2 separate regions of the Gossypium arboreum genome follow, and region 1 is linked to region 2. A link is a contact called in public Hi-C data. All regions are on one chromosome and are shown on one strand. The core of a region is the stretch at or near the end of the contact, and the rest is flanking DNA. Distances in the headings are between cores, read along the strand shown. Region 1 overlaps LOC108483482. Region 2 holds the start of LOC108481576 (putative disease resistance protein RGA4).

Region 1 (6,841 bases), core at 4,097-6,596, 38 kb after region 2:
ATCTTCTTGAAAATATTTTAAAATGCTATATATATATATATTAGCATAAAAAGAAAGCAACAAGGACCTCCTTTTTTTCTTTTAGAAAACAATAAATAAATTATCCTATATATTAGACCCTAAATTCAAGACAAAAAGAGATGTCAACTTCATGAGTAACCCAACACTACAAACAAACCCCTCTATTTTTTTTTCCAATATTTATATTTATACATTCCATAATAAAAATTCTTTGCACGTTGTAGATTTAGTTTTATAATATACCTTGATTTATTTTATTTTAATTTCTATATTTTAAAAAATTTAAAATTCAATATTAATTCAAACAGTAACAGTTAGCTTTATTAAGCTAAATTCTGTTATTAATCTCGTGAGTTATATATTAGTTATTATTATTCGATTTAATTTTTATATTTTTGAATTTTAAAATTTTAGATTGAGTCGAATAATAGTAATTAAATTTATTAATTAAAATAATATTATTTTTATACGTATTAATATGTTTTTTGTAAGGTTTTAAAATAATAAAATTTAACAATTATCTTTTAATAAAAGTTGAAATTTCACAATGTAAAAAATACAATAAATTAAAATATAAAAATAAATTAACAAGTTACGTGTGGCCTAACGAAATCCCAACATCAATCATTCAATATTTTCATCAATCCCTGAAGCAATCAAAGCTTAGCTGAGAATAAAAAGGGCCACATCTTTACAATTTCTCCCTAAATCCCAAATCCCAAATCCCAAATCCCAACCATATGATATTATATAAGTGAAAAATTTAAAATTATCATTTTATTTCTTTGCTTGGACCTTTTGTCAATATATAATTTTTCATTGAAATTTTGCATGTTAGTTCTCCTTTGTCATTATCAAGTGGGAAGAAAAAATATTTTAAGGAGGTTAAAATTAAATTTTAACTTTTACAATAATAAAAATATAATTTTATAATTTTAAAGAATTAAATAAAAATTTTATATTTTAAGGGACAAAGTACAACTTTACCTTTACTAAATAATGTAAATAAAAAATTTTTATTTTAAAATATTCCAAAGCCTGTTAGCCCCTAACTACACCCTAATTATTATGATATAATTAAGAAGAAAACTACATTATATTTATAAATAAATTAATCCAATCCTAAAATGATTTCGTCTTTAAAACTTATAAGACAAGCATGGTTAGCATATCTATTTGCATGCTAACATTATTGAATATTTATTCCTCTGATGAAAGCTAAATTTGAAATATCATTTAGGGTTCTTTAGTTATTGAAAAAATATAGTTTAGGAAAAAAATAGAATATGTATAGTTAGGGATTGAAATGTCAACAAAAGTATGTTTAACATAAGAAATATTATTTTTGGAGTTTAAATATTCCAGAAGTAGTCTTGATTTGAATGGAGTGAAATTTATTGTCAGACACTTGTTTGGCATGAGTTCGAACCGTATTACTTTTATCCCTTATCCCTAATATTATATCAAAAAAAATTCACGAGTTAAATGGGTAACATGTATCCTTTTAGGTGTAACAAAATAATAATAATAATAATAATAATAATAATAATAAATTATGTTTTGTTGAAATTAATCCATAATATAAAAAAATTAAAATAAAAATGCTAACTTAGCCAAAAGCACAATTTCTTTTTAAACTTAACTAAATATGATTCTCTCGCTTTTAGTTGTGTTAATTATTTATTTGTGTCAAATTATGGTATATAATTTGAAGGTTAAAATATACTCTAATCCTACTTTTAGTTTCAAAAATTTAGACTCTCTACTTTTTAAAATTCTAATTTCAAATTTAATTATTACCATTGATGTGATATTTTAAAATTAAAAAAATTCACTTGGTAATTATGTTTATATGAATTTTTTCTCTTAAAAGTATTCATTCGAACTTGTCACGATAAAATAATTTTCCTTGTTGGAATATTATCCTAAGAAAATTACCGTTAACGGTTTTAAATAGTTAACAATATTAAATATTTAGGCTAGCTAATGACATTATAAAAGTAGAAAGATAAAATATATATAAAAAATAAAGCATATAGATTAAATCTCAAGTTTCGCATAGTATAAGGCTAAAACTGAAGTTTAGTCATTGTCTTATGATGTAAAAAAAATACAGAAGACAAACCTAAAAGACATAGAAAGCTAGTATCCATTGTTAATTATATATAACCACATAATATTTTAATCGAAAAATTAATGATACTAACTATTTAGACTAATTAATAATAATATAAAAATACAGGGACCAAATTACTTTAGAAATTAAAGTGTACCGTTAAACCTTAAATTTAAGCATCATAGAAGGACTAAAATTGAAATTTAATCATTTTTTCTAAAACTACAAAAAAAAGGGTAAGATATTTGCAAACCTAAAACAATGTAATGTTTTAACCGAAAAGTTAACAATATTAACTATTTGGACTAATTAATAATATTATAAAAATATAGGGACCAATTTATATTAAAATTAAAATATAAAGATTAAATCTTAAATTTAAACATATCGAGGACCAAATTTGAAATTTAATCATTTTTATATGGCAAAAAAGAGAAAAAGGAGCATGGTTTGGGTGTGCCATGTGTAAGTAGAAGGAAACAATATAAAAGTTAGGTATTATAAAGATTAAGTCTTAACTGTAAGCATAGTAGAGGGACCAAAATTATATTTAACCATTTTCATATAAAACACAAAAATAAATATTCAAAAGGACGTTTTCAATTATTTAATAATATTTTTATTGTAAAAAAAGCAACTTTTGATCTCAAAAGTTGTGCAAGAATAAGAAAATAACCAAAATGCTATATTTATGTAATTTAGTTTTAGAAACTTATTTTAGCTAATATTTTCAAATTTTAATGAAGTAAGCAAAGGGTATTTTTCATATTAATTTCTTTGAAATTTTAAAAATTAAAATCTGGTCCTTGGGGGTCACAAAGTTGAAGTGAAAAAAAGTAAAGAATGGAAGTAGCATGAGTGATACATGATCTTTGTTCAAAGCATTGATGTTTGTTCATTAATTATTATGAGCTGATTGGATTTTTTGATATTTTAAAATTATTTATGATAATTCGGATCGATTTGTTTTTAATTTTTATATATTAATTTTGAATTTTAGGTTTTGAAATTTTATTTTGATAAAATTGATTTCCTTTTAAGCTTTTCGGACATTATTTACATTATTCGATAAAGTTTTGATGTTCTTTAATTAATTTTTTGAGTAAGTAAAACATCAATAAATTTTATATATTATTTTTAAATATAAAATATTTTTTATATTATAAAAAATAAATAAAATTTAATTGAATTCGAATTATCAACTAAAACTATTCAAAATATCATAGTTGTAATTAATTTTCAAGCTCTAGATTTTTTTTCCTACCCTACCTTTCACCTTTGTTTTATTTAGTATTCTTACCTACCATTCCCTTTCTAATGTAGGGTCTATCTCCGTGTGATGTTGACCCAAAAGTGGTGAACGCTTTCCAATGTCTAGCTTTTTTGGATAAACTTTTTTCGGGCACACAATAAAAACAAAACCCTACTATTTTGACTCTCGTATTTTTTCTTTCCTAATTAATTTTTTACATTCTGTAAGAATATTAAAGGATAGACGTTGGTCACGAATTTTAAAATTATTTCATGTTTAAAATGAGGATTAAACCTTTGACTATTAGTTAAGATAGGAGAGACTTTTATCATCTCATCCAACTCCCGTGGTTATTTTAACTCTCATATTAATCATTGATTAATTTATTTCAATTTTAAAATTATGAATAGAAAGCAACTTATCCTAGATTTTGATTTGTAATTTCATTTTGAACCTATGAAAATTAAAATTTTAATTTATCTATTTTAATTTAACAGAATTTGATTCTTGTATTTTGTGAAAATTAAATCATTAATTTTTTATTTTAATATAAAGGTTTAACAATGTTATTAATTTTCATGAAGTACGTTAAAGTTATTAAAATTGCTCAAGTTTTATAAGTTAAAAGGAGTGAAAACATTGCCTTAATCAAAATTTAATTATCAATAGGTTATGGTACACTCAACGATGTGAGTAAAAATATTTATTTAATAAAATTATTAAAAATATATATAAATATTAAATATGTCTTCAGTTAAGATGGTAAAACTTTTTAATATGCATTTTCTAGATTTTATATGAAAACATAAAAGATAAAAATACCTTTAAAATAATATTTACTCCTTTGTGAAAATAAAAAATTTTAATAAGATCCAGTTGAGGCGACATTGATTCAGACAAAACTTTACATATTAGTATAGATAAATAAAATGATGTTAACAACCTCTTAGCCCAATAATAAGAGCATCATGTTGTAGGTACGAGAGTTTGAATTTGATCCAAATAACCTCATTCTCCTCCCTCAATTATAAAAAGAAATGGATGATTATTTTATTTTTTTCTTAACATCTAAGATTTAAATTGAAATGTAATCAAATTTAAAATTTATTAAATATCATTTTATTAAAATTGATTATATCAAGTAATTAAATAAAACCTTGAATTAAAAAAAGTAATTGGATAAGTTTATTTATTTAATTATTTTTGAAAGGATGGATAAGTTTATTTAATAGTAGTACTAAATGATTCTGTATGGTGCTACTTAGCTAAGAAAAAAAGCATATCTTAATAGATTGAAATTTGAATAAAGTTTGTTTTTCTCCTTCGATTGTGCGATAACGGCCCCACACTTGCGTGGCCGTAAGTGTAAGGCCCTATAATTTAATTTTGAACCGTCCTTTGATGGGCCTACCAAACCCCACCAATATCAATTTTTCTTATCTATTAGAATGATGAAATCTTTTTTTTATACATATATTAATTTGAATAGTCCTTTATTTGTATTTTTTAAAAATTTGAATACCAGAGATTATGTGTTTTGATTAATTTCATTATAATTTGATGATAAATAATCCACAATTTAAACTTGAAATGACTTGAATAAGTAATCTAAAATAATTTGAAGCGAAACAATTAAAATTAAAAATTTACTCAAACCTGAAAAATTTTAAACGAGTTAGTTTTATCCAAAACTAACTCAATTTGCACAATTTACATGTATGCAATGGATTAATCTAAAGAAAATTTTAGATTTTAATTCTGAAAAAAAATACAGGGTTAATTGCACCAAATATTCCCAAACTATGGGTCAGACTTTAAATTGAACTTTAAATTTCAGAACGTTCCAATTGAATCCTCTTACTAATGTATAGTTTCAATCAGATGGTTCCGCCAATTTAACTATTCGACCATGACATGACTTTAAATGTCTAATTAGATCAAAATATTTATTAATTCATGCGTTCTAAAAAGATATCACATCAAATTTACATGTACATAATGGATTAGTCTAAAGAAGGTTTTAGATTTTAGTTCTGGAAAAATATAACCAAATGTTCCCAAACTATGGGTAAAACTTTAAATTGAACTTTAAATATCAACATGTTCCAATTGAATCCTCTTACTAATGTATAGTTTAATCAGGTCCTTCCGCAGACGTTAGATGTCAAAATAGATCTAACATGTTCAAAAGTATTTATTAATCCATATGTATCTTTAAAAAAAACCACATCAGATTCAAAATGTCATTTAACGCGGACATTAACGTGATTCAAATGATGTATTAATTTGAGGATTGAATTAAAATGCTTTGAAGTCTAATAATCAATTTAAAATTTAACCTGTAATTTGAGGACATCTAATGGAATTATAACCCATATTACAAAGAATAAAGGCAAACGATTGTCTAACAACTGACAAACTATCCTAGAAAAAGATCTTAAAAAAAAAAAAAAACCTCTTTAAAATGAGCTTCCCATGAGCTCAAAAGAAAATCAGTATAATCCAAGTAATTTTATAAAAGATTTAGTAAATTATATTAAAAAAATTCGGTAATTTACTGAAAACATCATCATATTTTAACTAATTCAGTAACTTTAAACAGCTCACACTAACACTCCCCCATCGAAGTTATTTATGTTAAAACATGCAGCTCGTCTTTTTATTTTAGCAAAGTTATAAGGATCTAGTTCATATGCTTAAAAATTATATTATATTATATTATATACATATATTTTTTGGTGAAAATATTATATTATATTTTAGATTTAAAAATCCTAATTCAATCATTGGTCATTGAACTTTTTTGCCAATGGCATGTTTACTAATATGTTAAATTGACAAAATTTTGAAACATGCCAAGTTGACATTTATGTCATGACATGTATTTATTGGACGATTGAACTAGGAGTTTTAATATTTAACTTTTTAACTATATGGACTAAATATTAAACTTCATCGGAAGTATAAGGACTGATAGCAAATTTTGCCCTTTTATTTCATCTAGATTCTAGAGATGCACTGCCTATACAGACGAATGTATACCTTCCAAAGCAAAAGAAATAGCCTACTATGCCAGGTAATATATCCTATAGTCAGTGACATTCGATTGCTAACATTCTAAGGGGTGAAAGTAGACCCTAACGAAACAAAAACAATAGATCAATTTATAGTATATATATTATTTGAAAAGGAATTTTAATCATATGAGATAATAGAAAGTGCTACCCGAAGATCATTCGAGGTTCCGCATGTATACATCCGATATGTTTCTGTATCCTGTTGATAATCTCTGTGGCTGCTGCTTGCGTAGTGATTGTCACTGGCATTATCGTGCATTGAGAAGATGATCTCCCTGAGGATTGGTTCATGGCCGTTCAGATGATTTCCCATGCTTAAAACTTTTCTCCATGACTGATTAGCGGTTGGTGGCGTGAACATATTTGACACAACTT
Region 2 (7,203 bases), core at 3,254-5,753:
TACTCTTGATTTGAGATTTGTGGTGCACGAGGAAAGTGTTTCATCTTGATATCATTAGTTCAGTACCAATAATAATATACATCTTCAGTTCTTTTGTTCTCCAAAATTTCAATTGGTTCTAGCGTAGGGGATATAACATGCTGTTGTGGTATTTCCTACTTTGATTTGGAGCACCTGAAAAGAAACTTTTTTGTAAAGAAAAGTGCTTCTACTTTAGCGATTCCTATGTCAACTCTGCTAAAGTGCTGATTGTTATGTGATTTTGTGAAATCACTATTGGAACTGAAAAATCAGAAAGCCATAAATGGAGCTTCACCTGCTCGACCGAGTGAGAGTAGAATGAGAAGAAAAAAAAAAAAAAAGCAGCAGCAGCGCTGCTCGGCTTTATAATTATTTTCATTACTTATAAATTGTTTTAATGTACTAACTCTTGGATTATGGCTTTTATCACTGTGAATAGGGTAACTGTATAACTTCACAAGCACCTGTTATTTGTTGTGTACAAAACAATCACTGATAGAACTGGACATTTAGTGTTGTGTTCTTAGCAGATCATTCTAAGTTTTGGAGATTTACATGTCTGTCAGCTTCTGTGATTTTTGTTATTTAGTTGTCCTTTATTGGTATTTGAAATACTGTCCTTGCATAGGTTGTTTATATTCCTTAGAGACAATAGATAATGATTTTAGGTCATTATGTCATTTTGATCCTTTCCTGCATGCTTAATTGGGTGGCTTAATAAGGAATTGCTATCTTTATGCAGCTTGATCTACAATATGCAGCTGAAACAAGTGCCCTTGAACCACCTCATACATATGTACCTTGGGTTGTTGTGGATGGGCAACCACTTTACGAGGTTTGTTTCCTTGACTATCAAATTGATTGATTATCCTAATTACTTGTTCATTACTCAGATGTGTGATTTTGATCAACATCGTTATTGATGGTTTTCATGATAAAAAGGATGTTATATCTGTGATCACATTACAGGACTATGAAAACTATATAAGCTATGTGTGCAAGGCTTATAAAGGTGCTAATATGCCCAAGGCTTGTAGTGGACTGACCTTCAATCAAATCTACAATAGGAAAACTATCCATCCAGTTTGCTATAAGGAGATACCACCATTAACATTGTCATCAAGAACCATACCAACTGTTATGTCATGGATACGGAAGATAGTAACTTCTATGTAATTGTTTCAGTTTTAAGGATGCATTTCAAACCTTGTTAATATAATTATATATCTATGTATTGACGGTTAACTGTTAAGCACTATGCTGAAGTTTATGTAAGTTGTGCTCAACTGCTTTTGCTAGTGTTTGAATCAGAATGTGGTCTTCGTTAAATTGCATATATAATGAAAAATCTTTATGAAAATTATGTTTGTTCTGCTGATGGAAGATAAATTTCAAAGATCAAGCTGCTTCTCATCACTGGTAGGCATTTTATGTATTTTATTTTCAGTTTTTTATGGAGAGAAGTCCACGGTAAAATAATTTGCTTAGGTGAATTTCTGGGATCAGTTATTTAGATGTTGGAGTTATTCGCCGAATATTTGCATGGATGGCAATAGACCAAGGGATGGTTACATTAAAATACACGGTAAAATAAATAACTTCTTTGTCTGATACACACACATATAGAGAGAGAGAGATCAAATTACAAAGCATATGAGGAGCATAACATGGAGAAAGTCACTTGGTCCAAGCATCTACGAACTCCACTTGACCTGCCATTAACTTATTCATCATATCTGATTGAGGTCTCCAAGTCATTGCTGACATAAAGCTGAGGGACGTGAGCAATTTTAGGCCACTCTTCACCAGTTTGTTTCATGCATCTTTTGCCTAATTTTGGACACCCTGTGATGCCCACTTGTTTGAGTGCAGCAAGCTGTTGCATCCCTTGGGGTAGAGACAACAGCTTTGGGCAATCTACAATCCCGAGCGTTTGAAGCGACACGAGATATCGGAACCACCTTGGTAATGTTGAGAGATTCTCTAACCCGATGATGTACAACTGCTGCAGAGTCTTGGCGGATCCTAGAAGGATCCATTGCGGAAGTGACACCACTTTCGGCAATCCTCGAATAAACAATTTCCGAAGGCTTCCGGCTTGTTCCCCTTCAAGTTCCTGCCCCATACAGAGATCAAGCTTCTCACAATCACTGATGACCAAAATCTGTAAAGCAGTCAGGTATTTCAAACCTGGTGGCAATGAAACCAAGTTTTTGCATTCATCAATGACCAATATCCGAAGGGCTGTTAGTCTTTGCATGTCTTCAAACAAATATTTTAGGTTCCCACATGCATAAAATCTCAAAAACCTAAGAGAACTTAGGCACTCTATTCCACTCTCTTGTAAATTCGCCTGTTTTGTAGTTATACATAGTGTTCTAAGGCTAATCAGGTACCTTATATCTTTGGGCAATGCTTCAATTCCCCTGCATCCGCCAAGAAGAAGTGTTTGCAAGCTCTGCAAATTGCAAATGGAAATTGGAAGCCTTTCTATGTTGCCATTGCCATATATGCTCAAATATCTCAAGTGCTTTAAATAACCTATGCTGTTCGGCAATTGCTCGAAACTACTGTTGACCAAATGCAGCACCCTCAGATGTTTGGACCTTGAGATGTAATCTGCAATAAGTGATTCGCTACTGGCCTTCTGTTCTTCATTTGACGAGATAATAAGTGACTGCAGACGGTCCAAGTTATTTGGCAACGTGGAAGCACCTTGCCCTGACGCATCTAACCACAAATGTCGAACATTTCCGGTCGAACAATGGTTGAATGAATTCACCTCATTTTGTACCACCGATAATGCAAGATCATGTACTAGATCATGCATCTTGAAGGTGGAATAAAAGACCCCTTCTTCAACTTGTTGGAAGAACGATCTTGACCATAACTCATGTATGTACCGGTTCCCAATATCTTCCGGCTCTTCATTTTCGTTGGAAGATTGCAGAAACCCATTCGCCATCCACAACAAGGTCAACTGCAAGCTATTGAATTCGAAGTCTGTCGGAAAAACTGAACAGAAAGCAAAACATTGCTTTAAATGCCAAGGCAAATGATCATAACTTAGTTTCAGAGCAGGCAAAATATCATTTTCCTTCTGTTCTAGCTTCCATATCTCACTATCCCTTACAAGCTCCCAATCATATTCCACCCTAGTTGAACAAAGCAAACTACCTAATGTCTTCACAGCCAAAGCAACCCCTTTGCATTTTCTGACAATTCCTTCCCCAATTCTTACAAGATTCTTGTGTTGCACCTCTTCACCCTCTTTGAAAGCAAGCCTAAGAAACAAAGACAATGAATTTTCATAAGAGAGATGCTCTAAATCATACTGTGGAACTGTGCTTGTGATTGCAGCCACTTTGTGGCTACGAGTGGTGCAGATTATTTTGCACCCTTGGCCTCCGATAGTTAACAAATCCTTTAGCTCGATCCATTTTCTCTTGTCCTCGTTCCATACATCATCCAACACGATCAAAAACCTTTTAGCCTTCAAACCGTCTCGTAAAACCTTATGCAATTCCTCCTTGTTCATGTCCTTGCACATCGTAGTACCAGTTGCGGATTTAATGATCTTTATCATCAGTTGCTTGACATCAAAATCCTCTGTAACACACACCCAAATTCTCAACCAGAAATGAGTTTTCACTCTTTCATCATTAAACACTAGTTGAGCTAGAGCGGTTTTTCCGATACCGCCGATTCCAACTATTGCGAGGACGGGGATATCGTCCCCTTCGCCATCCCCATCAGTTGGATTCATTAAGAACGCCACCATGTTTTCTTTATCTTCATCGCGACCGATCACATCGGACGTCTTCACGAACGAGTAGGTTTCCCTCTGGCCATGGATGATGTTCCTAACACGATGATGTCTCTCGAGGAGATGAAACCTGGATTTATTGCTTTCGATCTCGTCCAACATGTCCTTCACCTTTTTGATCTTTCGTCCCATACGAAGACGAAAGGTCAACGAGTTCGAGCCGGACAAGAAACGGCTTACCTTTCTCCTACTGCTCCCACGTTCCATGACTTGCCGCCTTAGTGCTTCGATCTCAAACTCGTCCAACAAGTCTTCTACTCGGTAACACCCGTCTTTGAACTTCTGTAGCCAAAGGGTTATCTCCCTGTTATGGTTCTGTTGCTCTTCCGCATCCACCAGCACAGCTTTGATAGCCATTAACACGTCCCTGAGCTTTTCGAATTCATCTTGGACGTCCCAAAAACAACCAATTTGTTGGAAAGCAGCACTGCTCAGTTTCGCCAATACATTCGCTGCTACTTCAGCTGCAAAAGCCTCGGCCATGGTTGAGTTGATGGAAAAACAAAAAAGGGTTATAGCAAATAGCTCTCGCTGAAATCTAAAGCTTGATTGGTTGGACTACAACGTTTGCTAATGCGTTTACTACAAAAATCCTCTGCCTTAAGTAGACCTATGCATGTTGTAGTTTTTCCTGTGCCCCACAAAGAAAATCACATGGCATCCATCATTGTAATACTAAAAGTAGGTTAATATATCTTTTGGTATTTGACTTTCTTCAATATTAAATTTGGCAGCCATGCCAAAGGGGCCCAATGAGAATGTGTTAACGTGTGAATGTTCTAGTAAAAAAAAGGTTTAATTCACTATTTAGCCCTTGAAGTGTATTTATTTTCTCATTTTGGCATCTAAATATTTTTTTACTTAAAAACATTTATTAAAATTAAAATTATATTATAAAAATAAAAATTATATATATTTTATTTCTCTCTCCCCCCCTCTCTCCTCTTCGTCTTCAAAAATCAAATGCTCTGTTTTCTCTTATCTGCAATTTTGCATATTAAATGCTATGCCATAATCATTGAAGATATATAATACGTTGATTAAACAGAAACCATGCTTATTTTAGTTGGGTTCTGAATATCATTATCCACAAATTCTTCCCACATCTCAGAGCTGCAACTATATGATTCACACCAGTAAGGACTTCAACTATCTCATCATAACTGTAGCTTCTTTGGTTCCCTAAGAATAATTTGGGTTTATATTTATTGTAAGCAACTGCAAAGGCAACATTTTGAATTGAAACTGCAGCACTAACAGGATTTAGTTGAGCATAGGGATGAAACAGAGACAAGATCCAATAACAGAGGCAAGATCCAATCTGTTCATCCCTTATTCTCACCATAAAGCATCTCCCATAAATTCTATCAAAACTGAAATTTTTGCTTGGGGTTTGTCAAGTATCAAAACCATAGAATCTTTTAAAAGTAAATATTTTCATTCATGTCTATTTACACAAGAATATTTGAAATCCATAAACATTGGTAAGTTTTTCTTTAGGGGACTTTGTTATCAAGGGCTGATGCATTCAAGCTCCATTTGCAAGAGAAAGGTGCTGGTTGTTGGATCGAAATTGAAGAACATTAAAGAAGATGAAGAAGAAAATTTTTTTATAATATATAACCCTTTTTTAAAAAAAAAAGCAAAATATAACCACGTGTGACTTTTTAATTGGTGAAAATTATTTTCTAACGTCCCTTAAAATATAGATTAAAAACTATAACAAATAAAATATTTAGGTACCAAACTGATCAAAACAAAGTTTAGGTATTAAAATGAGAAAATATGTATATTTTAAGGGTCAAATTATGAATTAAGCCTAAAAAGATATAGGTACTTAAGTGAGCAAAAATACTCAGTTGACGGACGAAATTAAATATTGAAGTCGAACTCAGGTGCTCAATTGGAAAAAAAAAATCAAGTGCTAATTTGAATATCAACACCAAATTCAAGTACCTAACATTATATTAACCCTATTAAATATAATAAGTGCAAAGGAAATAAAAAATGATTTAATCATGATCTAGCCCTTGAACTATATCAATTTTTCATTCTGGTATTTAAACTTTTTTTATCATGTTTTAGTATTATAGGAAATTTATAGAAATAAAATAATAATTTATTACCCAAATAATATAAATCCACTTTTGTTTACACATGATATTTTTGAACGATAAAAAATTTTGGCTTCCCAACTCCCAAAATTTTCATATTAAAAAAGGTCAAATTTTAAAAATTTTAAACTTTAAAATAAAATAAAAAATGAAACATAAACACTCTTCAAATTTCAGAAATAAAAATAAAAGATTTTAAAAAATAAAAAATTTAATATTCAATGTTATTTTAATTGGACTAGACCAATTAGACTAAAAATTAGTTAGGATATTGATACGGTAAGAGATAAAAACTGATTGACTTGTTGATTTCGGTCTAATTAGTCTAGTTCGATTTTTATAACACTAAATTTAGGATCTTTTATATATTTAAAATATTTTTTCATATTTTTATTTTTTACAAAATATAATTTTAAACTTTTATGTTTTTAAAAATAAAAAATAAGTTTTTTAAAAAATCAAGTATTTTTAAAAGGTATGAACTAAATTAACAAAAAAAATATTGTAAATGTTTAGGGTTAAAAAGTATAAATATTTTAAAAACTAGTTAACCTTTGAACTGGTACAGGTTGATTGACTCGAGCTAAAAAATCATTTGAACTTACAGTTGAATCGATTTTTATAATTCTTTTTGTAATTTATTTATTTTGAACTAGTCATGCCAATAGTTTTGGGGACTAGTTTGAAATTAGTTCAATTATCAGTTCAATCAAATTTTTAACTCAGCTTGATACCCGGATTGATTTCTTGTCCAATTAGTATGGTTTAATTTAAATAACATTAAACTTTAATTTTAAAAAGTTTTTATTATTTAAAAAAAAAAATCTTGTTTTAGTATGGAAACATTTTTGGGTTTCCCAATGTCCAAATCGACACAGTTTGGGAAACCCAAATATTTTTAAAATAAAAAAAAAGTTGTACATTATTTGAGTAATAAATTATTATTTCACTAAATTTCCTTAGAGCTATCATTTTCCTTCATCCAAAGGCAGATGAAGAGTGGGAGACAGATACAGAAGCAGTCAACGATGAGGCATGATGCAAATACCACCCGCCGTTCCTTTTTTTGAATTTGTCGCCAATTTGTATGGAAGCATCATTTAAAAAAAGAAAATTAAATTTTTTTATTGTTTTAATATTGTATGATATTTAACGAATGTTCGTATTTTTTATGTTGTTTGACGATGTGATGGCTTTACTTATATCTAAAATGAATTTCTCATAATTGAATGACTTTTAAAT

Evidence for each region. A called contact is a pair of places that touch in the nucleus more often than the background predicts.
Region 1: a Hi-C map of leaf shows a contact between it and region 2, with 4 times the contacts expected there. The contact joins the enhancer-like site here to the promoter of LOC108481576 in region 2. A contact is called at or near these places in 3 of 5 Hi-C or Micro-C datasets (all in leaf).

What each region holds. Positions count from the first base shown.
Region 1 is chr1:4,756,270-4,763,110 of ASM2569848v2, forward strand. It overlaps LOC108483482, which reads right to left. Exons shown (of 23, transcript XM_053026456.1): 22 at 6,615-6,841; 23 at 6,361-6,526. The coding sequence ends at 6,482. Among protein-coding and RNA genes, the nearest start is that of LOC108481988, 10 kb to the left of the region's middle. Within about 2 kb of position 5,347, at least 2 of the 2 cell types and tissues checked have an H3K27ac peak or open chromatin away from gene starts, as enhancers often do. A contact at or near this core is called in leaf, where this site is marked.
Region 2 is chr1:4,719,420-4,726,622 of ASM2569848v2, forward strand. LOC108481576 (putative disease resistance protein RGA4) reads right to left here and starts at 4,504. Exons shown (of 1, transcript XM_017784688.2): 1 at 1,575-4,504. The coding sequence starts at 4,330. The coding sequence ends at 1,745. LOC108480239 (gamma-interferon-responsive lysosomal thiol protein) reads left to right here. Exons shown (of 5, transcript XM_017783153.2): 4 at 764-856; 5 at 991-1,381. The coding sequence ends at 1,197.